Linked DNA regions of Ovis aries: region 1 is linked to region 2. The links are chromatin contacts, called in public Hi-C maps. All regions are on one chromosome and are shown on one strand. The core of a region is the stretch at or near the end of the contact, and the rest is flanking DNA. Distances in the headings are between cores, read along the strand shown. Region 1 overlaps IL1R2 (interleukin 1 receptor type 2). Region 2 has its middle 34 kb from the start of IL1RL2.

Region 1 (6,256 bases), core at 222-2,721, 300 kb after region 2:
GGGTCTCCACCCGAGAGGTGCATCCCCCAGGGCAGGCACAGTGGGTGACACAGCGGTCCCAGGGCCCCAGGTTTGAGATTGCAGGCACCCCCATGGATCACACGGTCCTTACCCAGCGAGGCTGAGATGGTCTGGTGGGGAGAGATGATCACAGGAATGGTCTCCTCCTCTCGTTCTGAGAAAGCAGGAGGAAAGGAGATTCAATGAGGAAGCGCTTCAGTGCGAGCTCAGGGTCAGGGTCTATTGTTTAGCTAATTAGCTAAATTCTCTTTTGCCGCAGAGCCAGACATTGTGAGACTCTGCTTTTGTCTGGCAAAGGAAACTGGCTAGCCACGAAATTGAGGCTCTTTGGCCAACGCTTTTCCCAGAAGAGAGATTACTGGAAGAAGCCGCAGTTAAACACACATTCCTCTCGCAGATGTCCTATGCTCTGTGATAACAATTAACCATTCCACTCCCTGGCTTCCTGAATGAACCCTTAACAAGAATGTTCTCAATGTCCATGGGACGGGCGTTCCTTCAAAGGCTCCTCACCCTACAGTAGCCCCCTCCGCACCTGCCACAGAGTCCTGGAGTCACTTGTGAAAAATAAAAAAGGCACAGGACATCCAGAACCACCTGTTTGTGATGCTCACCCGTGTGTATGCTAAGCCGCTTCAGCTGTGTCAGATTTTATGCGATTCTATGGACTGTAGCCCACCAGGCTCCTCTGTCCATGGGATTTTCCAGGCGAGAATACTGGAGTGGGTTGCCGTGCCCTCCTCCAGGGGCTGTTCCCGACCCTGGGATCAAGCCTGAGACTCCTGCGTTGGCAGGCGGGTGCCACTGGGAATGGCCACCTGGGGAACCTGCTAACCCCACACTGAGAGAGACAAGGCAACCCAGCTTGGCCACCTGGGCTTGCAATTGAGGAAACTGACTCTGCTGGGGAATCAGAGCCCAGCTCCCCAAGAGGCAGTTCTCCCAGCAGCTTGAAGAAACTGGGCATCTCAACTGGGGCAGAAAGGCCAGCAAATGGTGGATGAAGGGCTGCCCACGTCCACCACGGCTCCATCCTCATGTCTTCCACTAAAGAGCATCTGAAACCCTAATGGGATAAGCTTTAGGCAGCATCCCAGGTGAGCCCAGAGAGCAGCCGGCTTCTCCAGTGACCGAGATCATGAGCCTGCGCCTCCCTCCAAGGTCACAGGGCTGCTTCAGGGAGGCAGAGAGGGGAGAAAGATGCCCCAAGGACGAGATACATCCATGCGTCGAAAGTCCAGGGCACGTCAGGATCACCTGGGAGCTTATTAAATATGGGCTGCTCACTGTTTCTTGTTCAGTATGTCTGGGAGGAGGCCTGAGCGTCTGCGTGTCTGATGAGTACCCAAGTGATGCTGCAGCTGGCCGAGGACCACCCTTGAAAGCAGCTGAGACACAGTGTGGTCCTCAGGACACAGGATAGTAGGTAGGTTGGCGCCCCCTCGTGTTCCTGTGCAGTATCACATGAACAGGACAACGGTGGAGGGGGGTCAGGATTCTGGGGGATCCCCTCTGCAGGGGAGCAAGGGGCTGATGTGATTGAATCCTCACCAGACAGAGAGACTTCCGTTCATGGAAGACTCGATTTTCCCTGTACTAAGACTGAATCTCTGTATTCTCTGGGAGAAGAAAGTCTTTTCCCTTTGTAGACTAATTATATGCCTGAACATAGTTTCAAAGCTCTCTGAAATGTCCGTGTGTGAGTGTGTGTGTGTCTGCTCACTTGCTCAGTCATGCCCAACTCTTTGCCACCCCATGGACTGTAGCCTGCCAGGCTCCTCTGTCCATGGGATTCTCCAGGCAAGAGTACTGGAGTAAGTTGCCAGTCCCTCCTCCAAGGGATCTTCCTGACCCAGGGATCGAACCCTTATCACGTGCACCTCCTGCACTGGCAGGCGGATTCTTTACCACTAGTGCCACCTGGGAAGCCCTGAAAAGACCCCGATTGTGTAGTTGTTCAGTGTATAAAATTAAGAGAAGCACCATACTGTCCAGAGCAGGGGCCAGGACTTCACCGCCTGTGCGCCTCGTGCACCAAGCTTGATGCCCAGCACGTAGGAGGCATGGAAGAAACAGTGACCAAACCTGAAATGCTAATTGGTACTGTTCACACATTATTTTCAGGTAGAACTCATATAAACCAATGCGCGCCCTTGCTATTTTAAATCCTGGTTTCAAGAGCCACGAGACACACTTGTGTGTTAGTCGCTCAGCTTTCTCAGCCGTGCCCGACTCTTTGCGACACCCTGGGCTGTAGCCCACCAGGCTCTTCTGTCCATGGAATTCTCCAGGCAAGAATACTGGAGTGGCTTGTCATTTCCAAATCCAGGGGATTTCCACAACCCAGGGATTGAACCTGGGTCTCCTGCACTGCAGGAAGATTGTTTACCGTCTGAGCCTTCAGGCTAGACATGCTTGGGGAAGATCAAAAAGGAGAGATTTTTTTTCACCAGCTGTACCAATGTATAGACTTCTCATTGAAAACTCCAAAAAATCCTAGTATCCTAGAATTAGGAGAAGGAAATGGCAACCCACTCCAGCATTCTTGCTTGGGAAATCTCATGGACAGAGGAGCCTGGTGGGCTACAGTTCATGGGGTCACAAAGAGTCAGACATGACCCACCAACTGAGCACGCATGCACATCTAGAATTAGACACAAAGTTACGGCAACTGGGCTCTGATGACTGGCCCTCCAGGTGCAAGCCTTCCAAACGGACCTTGCAGAGGGGCCTTCCAAGTGAACTACTATTTGGCTCCCTCTAGTGGTGTACATTTTAACTTCAGATTTAGAACCCTGTCCACCACCCAGGGATTCACTGTTCATAAAATCACCCAGCTTTTATCCTTCCAAGTGTCATACACGTCTTATAAGCCTGGTGCCAAGACATATGCCATATCTGTTTTCCTCTGATACCAAAGACACTCAAAGAATTCTACGTGAAATCAAACCAATATTGTAGAGCAATTTTCCCTCAATTAAAAATATTTCTTTAAAAAGAAATCAATCAAGAAATAACCACCTGGGGGAAAAAAAGAGTTCTACATGAGCCCTAATTTCCCCCTCGCATGCTTGTTGCTGAACCAGGGTGCAGAGGTTTCTTGATGGCAAGTACTCACTCTTAACTTGGAGTTTGATATTCCTGGTGATGTTGTATTGCCTGCCTTTGTGGGCATACGGCATGGCACAGGTATAGTAGCCTGCGTCCTCCATGGACACATTGTTTACCAGTAAGCGAGTTCCCCTCACACTGAGAAACTTCTGGTTGTCTTGATCCAAAGGGACAGAATCCTTAAGGGAAAATGGTTTTCAAAGTTACACTGTATCCTTGTATATGTGTGGCTGAATCTCTTCATTGTCTACCTAAAGCCATCACCACATTGTTCATTGGCTATACCTCAATACAAAATTTAAAGTTTTTTTAAAAAGTTAAGTTATATTCTAATTGATATCTCAAAAGCTATGAACAGCATCGGTATTATGCATCACTACTGAATTTGCAACCCAAGAATCACCTTGGTATTTACTTTGCAAATATTGTCCTCTGAGGCGTGCTTTTAGCTGTGTTTTCAGGAGAGGGAGTTTTAGCATATAAAATAAAATGGCTGGATTGAAAAGAATGAAATAATGCCATTTGCAGCAACATGGATGGGGCTAGAGATTGTCATACAGAGTGATACAAGTCAGAAAGAGGAGAAATATCATATGACATTGCTTATATGGGGATTCTAAAAAGAAGTGATACAAATGAACTTATTTACAAAAAAGAAATAGACTCACAGACCTAGAAGAAAAACTTACAGTTGCTGGGGGAAAGGATGGAGGGAAGGATAGTTAGGGAGTTTGGGATGGACATGCGCACACAGATATATTTTAAGTGGATAACCATCAAGGACCAACTATTTAACACAAGGAACTCTGCTCAATGTCATGTGGCAACCTGGATGGGAGAGGAGTTTGGGGGAGAGTGGATACATGTGATGTATGGCTGAGTCCCTTCACTGCCCACATGAAACTATCACAAGATTTTTGTGAATTGGCTATACTCCATTACAAAATAAAAAGTTTGTAATAAACGGCTGGGTCTGTTTAGCCACAAAGTTTAAAGCACGTTTGCTTCGGCACAACGGGGAAAAAAGAAACTATCTTCTTTGACAAAGTAGGCCATTAAAATAGAAATATATTTATGGCCTAACTGGTGCCTATAGGCCCTGGGAAACATCCAGAAAGGAGTGCTATGAGGCAGTCATGGTAAATGCCCACAAGAGTTGATGTTGCAGTAATCACATTAAGAATCATTTCGAGTTAAAGAGTCAGGAGAGATGGAGAAAATTTTGTAAGAGAAAACTGAGTGTGAGACATGAAGCCGCACTTTGGACAAAGATACTGCAGAGCAGAGCAGAGCAGAGCAGACATCTCATGAGCACAAAATGTTCTCAGGAACATCTCTTTCAAAACCATGACGATTGCAACCGTCGAATAGAACCCTGAGTCATTTCATAGACTTATTCTGAATAAGAACTCGGGCATAACTGGAAGAGTCTGTCAGCCACATGACTCATTAAGTCTAATTGAACAATATACTTAATTAAAAACAGAGATTTCATCATTCCCAACACATGTGATCAAATATGAACAAACCCAAACAGGGCTCAGATGGTGAAGAATCTGCCTGCAATGTGGGAGACCGGTTTTGATCCCTGGATCAGGAAGATCCCCTGAAGGAGGAACTGGCAGCCCACTCTAGTATTCTTGTCTGGAGAATTCCACAGGCAGAGGAGCCTGGCAGGCTACAGTCCCTGGGGTCCCAAAGAGTTGGACACGACTGAGCGACTCACACACACACAGAGTGTGGGTTTCTGATTAGTGTACTGCAAATGTGAACAGGCTCTAGTGTGTCGATTAAGTTTAAAAAGGTAAAACAGGGCAGAGCCACACGGTTCTTCCAGGGTCTACCGGTCTCCAGGGTGCCCCGTGTGGCAGGGATGTGCGCATTCTGGCCTCCACCGTCGGAGGTCTGACTTCACCCTCTGCCGGCTGAGTGACCTTGGGCACGGTACTCACACTTGTGTGTCTCCCTCTCCTAATCCATAAAATGGAGATGCTAACAGCCCCTGCTGCACTGGGTTCATGTCGGGGACTTGAGAGCAGGCCTGGACACAGGGCATGCCCAGCGACAGTCAGCACTCTTGGGACGGGAACCGACATGATAAGTGCTACCAGGATGCCCCTGTCCACCCGCATTTACACACCAAGCACTGCCCAGGGTGTGTCACACACTTGCTCCACGTCCACTCGAGAAGTCCCAGGTGAGGAGGCATGCACTGCCGCCGTGCAGAGAAAACAGGCTAAAGAGGGAAAGAAGCTGACCAAGGCTAGACAACAGGTCACTGAAGATGCAGGGTTTCCAATCCAGACTGGTCACCCCCCAGAATCAATGCTCTTTCCTATTGTAAAATCTCTCACTTGACCTTTCTATGCTCTTACGAAACCAAGAGTTCCTCTGTTGGGTGGACTAATTCATAAGAGCTGGTTACTTCACTGGGTTCATTAAAAAGGTCGTTCAGGCTTTGCCATGCCATCCTATACAAAAAACTGAATGGACTTTTTGGCCAACTCTGAAAATCATTTTATCTGAAAATCACTTAAAAGTTTCCAATATTAACTTGACATACTATAGCTATTTTTGTAGTTAGAATGCTTGTCAATTGGTCAACCTATTTTTTTTACTAAAGTGTTCATTTCTATCCATTTTTAAACAAGTAACTGTACTTTTCAGTATCAACTCACAGTCTATATCAGGGGTCAGCAAACTTTTTCTGTAAAGAGCCAGAAAGTAAATATTTTAGGCCACATGTCTTCTGTCCAACTACTCAACTCAGTTGTCGCTGCCCCATAAAAACAGAAACAAATGAGCCTGGCTCAGTAAAACATTACTTACAGAGACTAAGATTTGAGTTTTATATCAGTTACACAGGTCATGAAATAATAGTCTTCTTTTAATTTTTTAAACCATTTAAAAACGTGAAAACTATACTTAACTGGATAGTTAACATCCAAAAAGGAGTAGCAGCTAATATTTAAAATGGATAAAAGCAAGGACCTACTCTATAGCACAGGGAACTCTGCCAGGCCTGGGTGGGAGGGGAGTTTGGGGGAGAATGGGTGCGTGCATCTGCATGGCTGAGCCCCTGTGCTGTCCACCTGCAACTATCACAGCATCATTAATTAAACAT
Region 2 (6,913 bases), core at 2,942-5,441:
TTAAAAGACACTTACTCCTTGGAAGAAAAGTTATGACCAACCTAGATAGTATATTCAAAAGCAGAAACATTACTTTGGCAACAAAGGTCCGTCTAGTCAAGGCTATGGTTTTTCCTGTGGTCATGTATGGATGTGAGAGTTGGACTGTGAAGAAGGCTGAGCACCAAAGAATTAATGCGTTTGAACTGGGGTGTTGGAGAAGACTCTTGAGAGTCCCTTGGACTGCAAGGAGATCCAACCAGTCCATTCTGAAGGAGATTAGCCCTGGGATTTCTTTGCAGGGAATGATGCTGAAGCTGAAACTCCAGTAATTTGGCCACCTCATGTGAAGAGCTGACTCATTGGAAAAGACTCTGATGCTGGGAGGGATTGGGGGCAGGAGGAGAAGGGGACGACAGAGGATGAGATGGCTGGATGGCATCACCGACTCGATGGACGTGAGTCTGAGTGAACTCTGGGAGTTGGTGATGGACAGGGAGGCCTGGCGTGCTGCGATTCATGGGGTCGCAAAGAGTCAGACACGACTGAGCGACTGAACTGAACTCCTTTACACAGGTTACACACTTCCCCCGCCCCGAGAAGTGTGTAACCTGGCCCTTCAAGCCCCAAATATCCCACCCCATCTTGTTGATCATCTCTTTTGAAGCATACACAAATGTATAAACAAGAATTTTTCCATTGTTATGACCAAAATAACAATTCAAACATGAGCCTGAAATTCTTCATCTATGAATAAAGATTTCACTCTCTGGTATCTTCAACCAGTATGGTATGAGTCACAACCACAAGCTTTCTGAAGGGGAATTTGGAAGGGTGTTTCAGATGTCTTAACTTGGAAATTCTATTTCCAGTCACCTATCCAAGGCAAATCACCAGATGAATGCACCACATTTGCAAAAGCAACAAATTGGAAAAAACCTAAAGACCCTTTTTTTATAAAATTTTTTTAAAGATTTTTTTATGGACCATTTTTAAAAGTCTTTATTGAATGCATTACAATATTGCTTTGGTTTTATGTTTTGGATTTTTAGCCATGAGACATGTAGAATCTTAGCTCCCCGACCAGGAATCGAATCCCCTGTGCTGGGAGGTGAAGTCTTAACCACAGGACCACCAGGGAAGTCCCGAAAGATCCTTAAATCAAGGATTAGTTTAAAAATTATAATACTTCCATCCAATGGGATGCTAGTATTAGTTGCTCAGTTGTGTCCGACTGTTTGCGACCCCCTGGACTGTGGCCCTCCAGGCTCCTCTGTCCATGGTGTTCCCAGGCAAGAATACTGGAGTGGGTTGCCATTTCCTTCTCCAGGGGATCTTCCTGACCACGGATCAAACCCAGGTCTCCTGAAGTGCAGGTAGATTCTTTACTCTTTGAGCAATGAGGGCATTCCTGTAGGATGCTAGGCAACCATTGAAACTGGTAGGTGGGGAATATAGTTAATAATCCTGTGTTGTATGTTTGAAAGGTCCCAAGAAAGGAGATCTTGAAAATTCTCATTACAGAAAGAAAAATGGCAACTATGTGTGATGAGGGATGTTAACCAGACTTATTGTGGGGACCGTGTCACAATAATACAAATATCAAATCATTATGTCGTAACCTGAAACTAGTATAGTTATATGTCAATTATATCTCAACAAAAACCATGTAGTTCTATCTTATTGGATTGTAATTATGTCCATGATATGCTGGCATGCTGATATATTAGTCTGTTATTGGGGAACAATTAGGTACAGATTGTGAGATCAGATCTATGTAAATATTCATATATACACAAAAATATTAGTAAACATTTTTAATACTTTCATGTTTTTACAAATGTTTCCAATGGGCAAATAATCAGGAAAAGGAAAAGCTCTTTATATTTTTGAAAATAAAAGAAAACCACACGCCTTTTCCCTTAGCTAGAAAAACAAATCTTTTTCTTTTTTCATAGGCAAATTTGCTCAAGTGTCTGAGAGATAGTTGTTTTTTTTAAAATCTCCTTTTAACCTACTGGAATGTTCAAACTTATTTTGGAGAAAAGTTCACATATATACAAAAATAGAGAGAATAATACCATGGGCCCCGATGAACATCGTTCACAGTCATCTTTTTTCACCCATTCTCTAAAGGGTTCCTCCTCTCTCTATGCTGAATTATTTTGAGGCTAATCTCTGACATCCTAGTATTTCATCCATAAATGCTTCGTTATATCCCATCCAAAATGCAAGGACTCTTTTGGAAACATAACGATACTATTATTATCACATCAAGACACTTAAGGGCAAAGCTACAGTATCATTAAACACTTAGTGATGCATTTCCCTAGGCCCATTTCTTGCAACTGCTTACTCCTGGGTGACCTCTTATATCCTTAACTTCTTCATTTTTAATGTGGAGAAAATATAAGGTCACTGACAGTAGTAAATGAGAGATTATATTGAAGAGGTTAGTGTAGGAGTCTGGCACATTGTAAGCGTCCTGAACTTGTAGCGACAGGTGACTTGCCATGTTCCCCACTTTCTCTTCTAGGCATTTGCCCTTATTTTATGAATTTCCTATTCATATCTTCTGGCCCTTTTTCTAGTGGGCATTAAGAATAGCAATCCTTATCTTTCTTATTCTTGCTCACATTTTTTTCAGTTTATTCTATGCTTTTCTATTTTACTTACAATTATGGGGGAAAATACGTCCTTCCTTTCCTTTATTTGGATCCAATATAATATATATCTATATTTTTTCAGTGTTTTATGTTTTTACATTTTTTTATTTGGTTCATATAAACTTTGAGAGTCACTCACTAAATGAGCCCCATAATCTATTTTCACTAAAAAAGCAAAAATATTGGGTTGGTCAAAAGCTCACTCATGTTTTTCCCTGTAAGATGTTATGTAAAACATCGAACAAATGTCTTGGCCAACCCGTTATAATCACTCTCTGAATTCATGAGCTTATTTTTTATATATGTAAAATCAGGTTTTTCATAAGGTGGAACTACTCTGAACTCAGTTATATACATTAGTCTTGGGTAAACTATATTCACAGTAATACTGATTAGCAGTTGTGTGTAGGACTTCCAGCCCTTTCCACATATTGCACTTAATATTTACTACTCTCTATCAAGAAAGTATTACTGTTACCTGGATTCTAGAGATGGCTCACTGGGCTAATGGAACAGCGAGACTAGCCACCCGGAACCCAGGTTCTCTGCCTCCCAAGCCCCTCTAACACCAGACCAAGGCTCCTTCCTCACTTGCAAAGTGGAAATCCTTAGGGTGCCTCCTCGCAGCGCTGATGATGAGCCATTATGTACAGAGCATGTAGAAAAATGTCTGAAATGTTGTGAGCGCTCCGTAAATGTTACTTATCGCTGTTATCATTAGTGTGGCAACAAAATTAATAACTGTGAAATAACAGTTATAGTAAAAATGACATCACAGTAAAAATAATATGAAGTATCACTGGTGTTGTTCAGTCACTGAGTCGTGTCCGACTCTCTTGTGACCCCGTAGACTGTAGCCCACCAGGCTCCTCTGTCCACGGGATTTCCCAGGCAAGAACACTGGAGTGGGGTGCCATGCCCTCTCCAGGGGATCTCTCTGACCCAGAGATGGAACCTGCGCCTTATGCATTGCCAGCTGAGCTACCAGGGAAGCCCATGAATTACTGCAACAATGTAAGAATGATAAAAGCCAGCGCTCACTGAGGTCTCACTAGGCACCAGTTTTACTGGCTGATTGTCCTGCAATATTGATACTTGGTTTTTTTTTGTTTTTGTTTTTTTTTACAGAGGAAGAAACTAAAGCAGAATACTGCCTTGAGGGACTAAGAAGTCAGATTTAGCAGATGAACTCAGTAGGTGCGGAGTGTGGTTGGAACCCAGGCAGTATGCGGCGGGGCAATCTTTCAGGAATCACCACCTCAGACCCCTGCCTTGTGGGCATGAAAGCGCAGCCTCCTGGTCCCCATCACAACTCGTGGACAGAGGGCTGCAGGCTTGAAAGCCCGAGGGTTAGAAACTCAGTGGCAGGCTTAGAAAATGGCCCTCTCTCAACCTTTCCCACAGCCTAAGAAGGAGGAGACAAAATGGCCTTAAGGTGGAGACCCCGACAGGCTGCGCGGGCACCTGCGAGGGTAAGGATGCTGCGTTCTCAGTCCGGGATGCTGCAGGCTCCCAAACAAGGGGCGCGTTCACTCGGATTCGCCAGCAGAGGGCGCAGTAGCGCCGCGGGGAGATCTTTGATGGCTCCAAGCTGGGGCGTTAACCTCGGTTCCCCCTGTCTCAAGAGAGGAAATGCTTTTCTCTTTCACAAGATCCTTCACCCACGGGGCTACTTTCTTTCCCTCTTGATGTCATCCTGTTACACAGGCAGGAAGTCCTGTTGGCTCAAGACTTGGCTACAGGGAAGACTTCCGCCGCCCTGCGGTCACAGAAGAACAAAGCACTTTGACCCAGAAGTTATGCAACCCAAGAGGAGCCAGACTCACCACTTGATACAGCCTGTTGATGGGGGTGAAAGGGGAGCGTGAAAAGGCTGGCTTAAAACTCAACAGTCAAAAACTGAAGATCATGGCATCCAGTCCCATAACTTCATGGCAAATAGGGGGGAAAGGTGGAAACAGGGACAGATTTTACTTTTTTTAGTCCCCAGAATCTCTGCGGACAATGGTTGAAAAGTGAAAGTGTTAGCTGCTCAGTCAGGTCTGACTCTTTGTGGCCCCATGAACGGTAGCCTTGCCAGGCTCCTCTGTCCATAGGCTTCCCCAGGCAAGAATACTGCAGTGGGTTGCCATGCCCTGACCCAGGGAACAAACTCGCACCTCCTGCATTGGCAGGCAAATTCTTCACTGTCTGAGCCACCAGAAAAGCCTTGTGGATGGTGACTGCAGCCATGAAATTAAACGTCACTCGCTCCTTGGAAGAAAAGCTATAGTAAACCTTGACAATGTATTAGAAAGCAGAGGTGTGACTTTGCCAACAAAGGTCCGTATAGTCAAAGCTGTGGTGTTTCCAGTAGTCATGTATGGATGTGAGTTAGATTATAAGGAAGGCTGAGCACCGAAGAATTGATGCTTTAGAACTGCGATACTGGAGAAGACTCTTGAGAGTCCCTTGGACAGCAAGATCAAATCAGTCAATCCTAAAGGAAACCAACCCTGAATATTCATTGGAAGGACTGATGCTGAAGCTTCAGTACTTTGGCCACCTGATACAAAGAGCTAACTCACTGGAAAAGACCCTGATGCTGGGAAAGATTGAGGGCAGGTAGGGGATGAGAGAGGATGAGATGGTTGGATGGTATCACTGAATCAATGGTCATGAGATTGAGCAAGCTCTGGGAGATAGTGACGGACAGGGAAGCCTGGTGTGCTGCAGTCCGTGAGGTCACAGAGTCAGGCACAACTGAGTGACTGAACAACACAGTATTTCATTGTGGACAGAGGAGGTCAGGGGTACACAGTCTTCAGGCACAGGCTTTGAGTCCACTGGGACCGCTGGCTCTCACCCCATCCAGCTCTCCTCTGTGGCAGAGCTCAGGTGGGTCTAAGAATGCCACCCCAGCACCTCCTGCATCAGGAAACTGGAGGCAGGCAGGGAAGAGGAGACAGAGCAAACCACAGCAGGAGACGCCCCTTGAAACATTTTAGTGCCACCGTTTCAGCTGACGCGAGTGCAGCCCTGTTCCCCACGGCCCCATTCTGCACCTGCATTCAGAAAAGATGCGCTTTCTGCTCTTCCCAGGGGCTGGGAGGTGGGGGCTGGGCAGCCTCCTGGTAAAGACAAGAAAACCACCTGAGGGCCAGTCCTCTGATGAGTCTCCCTGTGGATTCCATTCTCCTGCTCACCCTTCTCCTTCAGTAAAGTCCTGAGGTCCTTGCAGACCAACATCTGCTGTGCTCCTCGGAACAGTCAGATCAGAGTGTCAGAGGTGGGGCATGGCAGTTGTTGTTAATAAGACAGCCTCTGATCAAGACAGCTTAAAATGCAAACCTTCCCAAAGCAGTCGAGAAAGGTGGGAAAACTAAACAACCATGTGCCATATTAAAGCAGCTTGTTTATATCCTGCCAGAGAAGCAAAAAGCTAATTTTTGTGTTTTGTCAGACTGTTCCTGAAAGGCGTGGTGTGGGTCTGACTGCTCGATGCCCAAAAGCCAATAAACAGGCCAAGTTGGTGGAAAGGAAAGTTTGCTTTATTTCAGATGCCAGCAACTTGGGGCTAAGGGCAGACATCTGTCTGAAAGCCAACTCCCCCCGCAGAACTTTTATAGGCTGGGGTTGGGGATACATGCAGAACAGCAGAGTCAGCTTGACACTCATCTTCAGATTGTCACTGGTGGCCTCACCAGTGTCTTCTTGACTGTTTTAGGTGAAGTTAATCTTCAGTTCCAGGGTCCATTTGTTCCCATTTCTCTGAGGCCAGTTCTTGGATTTGTGGCAGCTTATGTCCTCTGTACAATCTTTTCTTCATGTAGTTAACTTCTCCCATCTGGTGTTTTAGTATCTATAAGACAGCTCACAGGATACAGCCGAGAATATTATCCATAGCCCTTGACAAGAAACTAAAGGTCCTTGACTGTGCTTAATGACTGCCTCATTATTCACTCTCCTCTGACTGTTTCCCTTTGTTTCTGCGTTTCTCATTTCTCTGATTAAACTTATTCTTTGACTAAAGTTTTCCAAGGACAGAGGGGAGGCAGAGGACCTGCTGGGGGAAGGACCATAAGGTCCTGCTCTGTTTCAAGAGTTTGAGTCAATGGTAGACCACAACCAACAGATTATTTACGGAAAAGCAGACACATTCCTGAAAAATCTACCTAAACAGATTGGCAAATGTGCAGGTTTCGGAATCTGTGTTTCCCTTTACAACTCACAGGCATGAACTGCACTGGCTTTCTCAATTTTGTGGATTTGATTTTTAAAATTAAGAA

The links. Hi-C and Micro-C count contacts between places; a contact is called where the count stands out from the background.
Region 1: a Hi-C map of liver shows a contact between it and region 2, with 4 times the contacts expected there. The contact joins two enhancer-like sites. A contact is called at or near these places in 14 of 16 Hi-C or Micro-C datasets (blood, hypothalamus, liver and 7 more).

Annotation. Positions count from the first base shown.
Region 1 is chr3:99,751,655-99,757,910 of ARS-UI_Ramb_v3.0, forward strand. IL1R2 (interleukin 1 receptor type 2) reads right to left here. Exons shown (of 10, transcript XM_060412382.1): 6 at 3,140-3,311; 7 at 113-175. Among named protein-coding and RNA genes, the nearest start is that of IL1R2, 23 kb to the right of the region's middle. Within about 2 kb of position 1,472, at least 9 of the 54 cell types and tissues checked have an H3K27ac peak or open chromatin away from gene starts, as enhancers often do. A contact at or near this core is called in liver, where this site is marked.
Region 2 is chr3:99,444,485-99,451,397 of ARS-UI_Ramb_v3.0, forward strand. No RefSeq gene overlaps it. Among named protein-coding and RNA genes, the nearest start is that of IL1RL2, 34 kb to the right of the region's middle. Within about 2 kb of position 4,192, at least 18 of the 54 cell types and tissues checked have an H3K27ac peak or open chromatin away from gene starts, as enhancers often do. A contact at or near this core is called in liver, where this site is marked.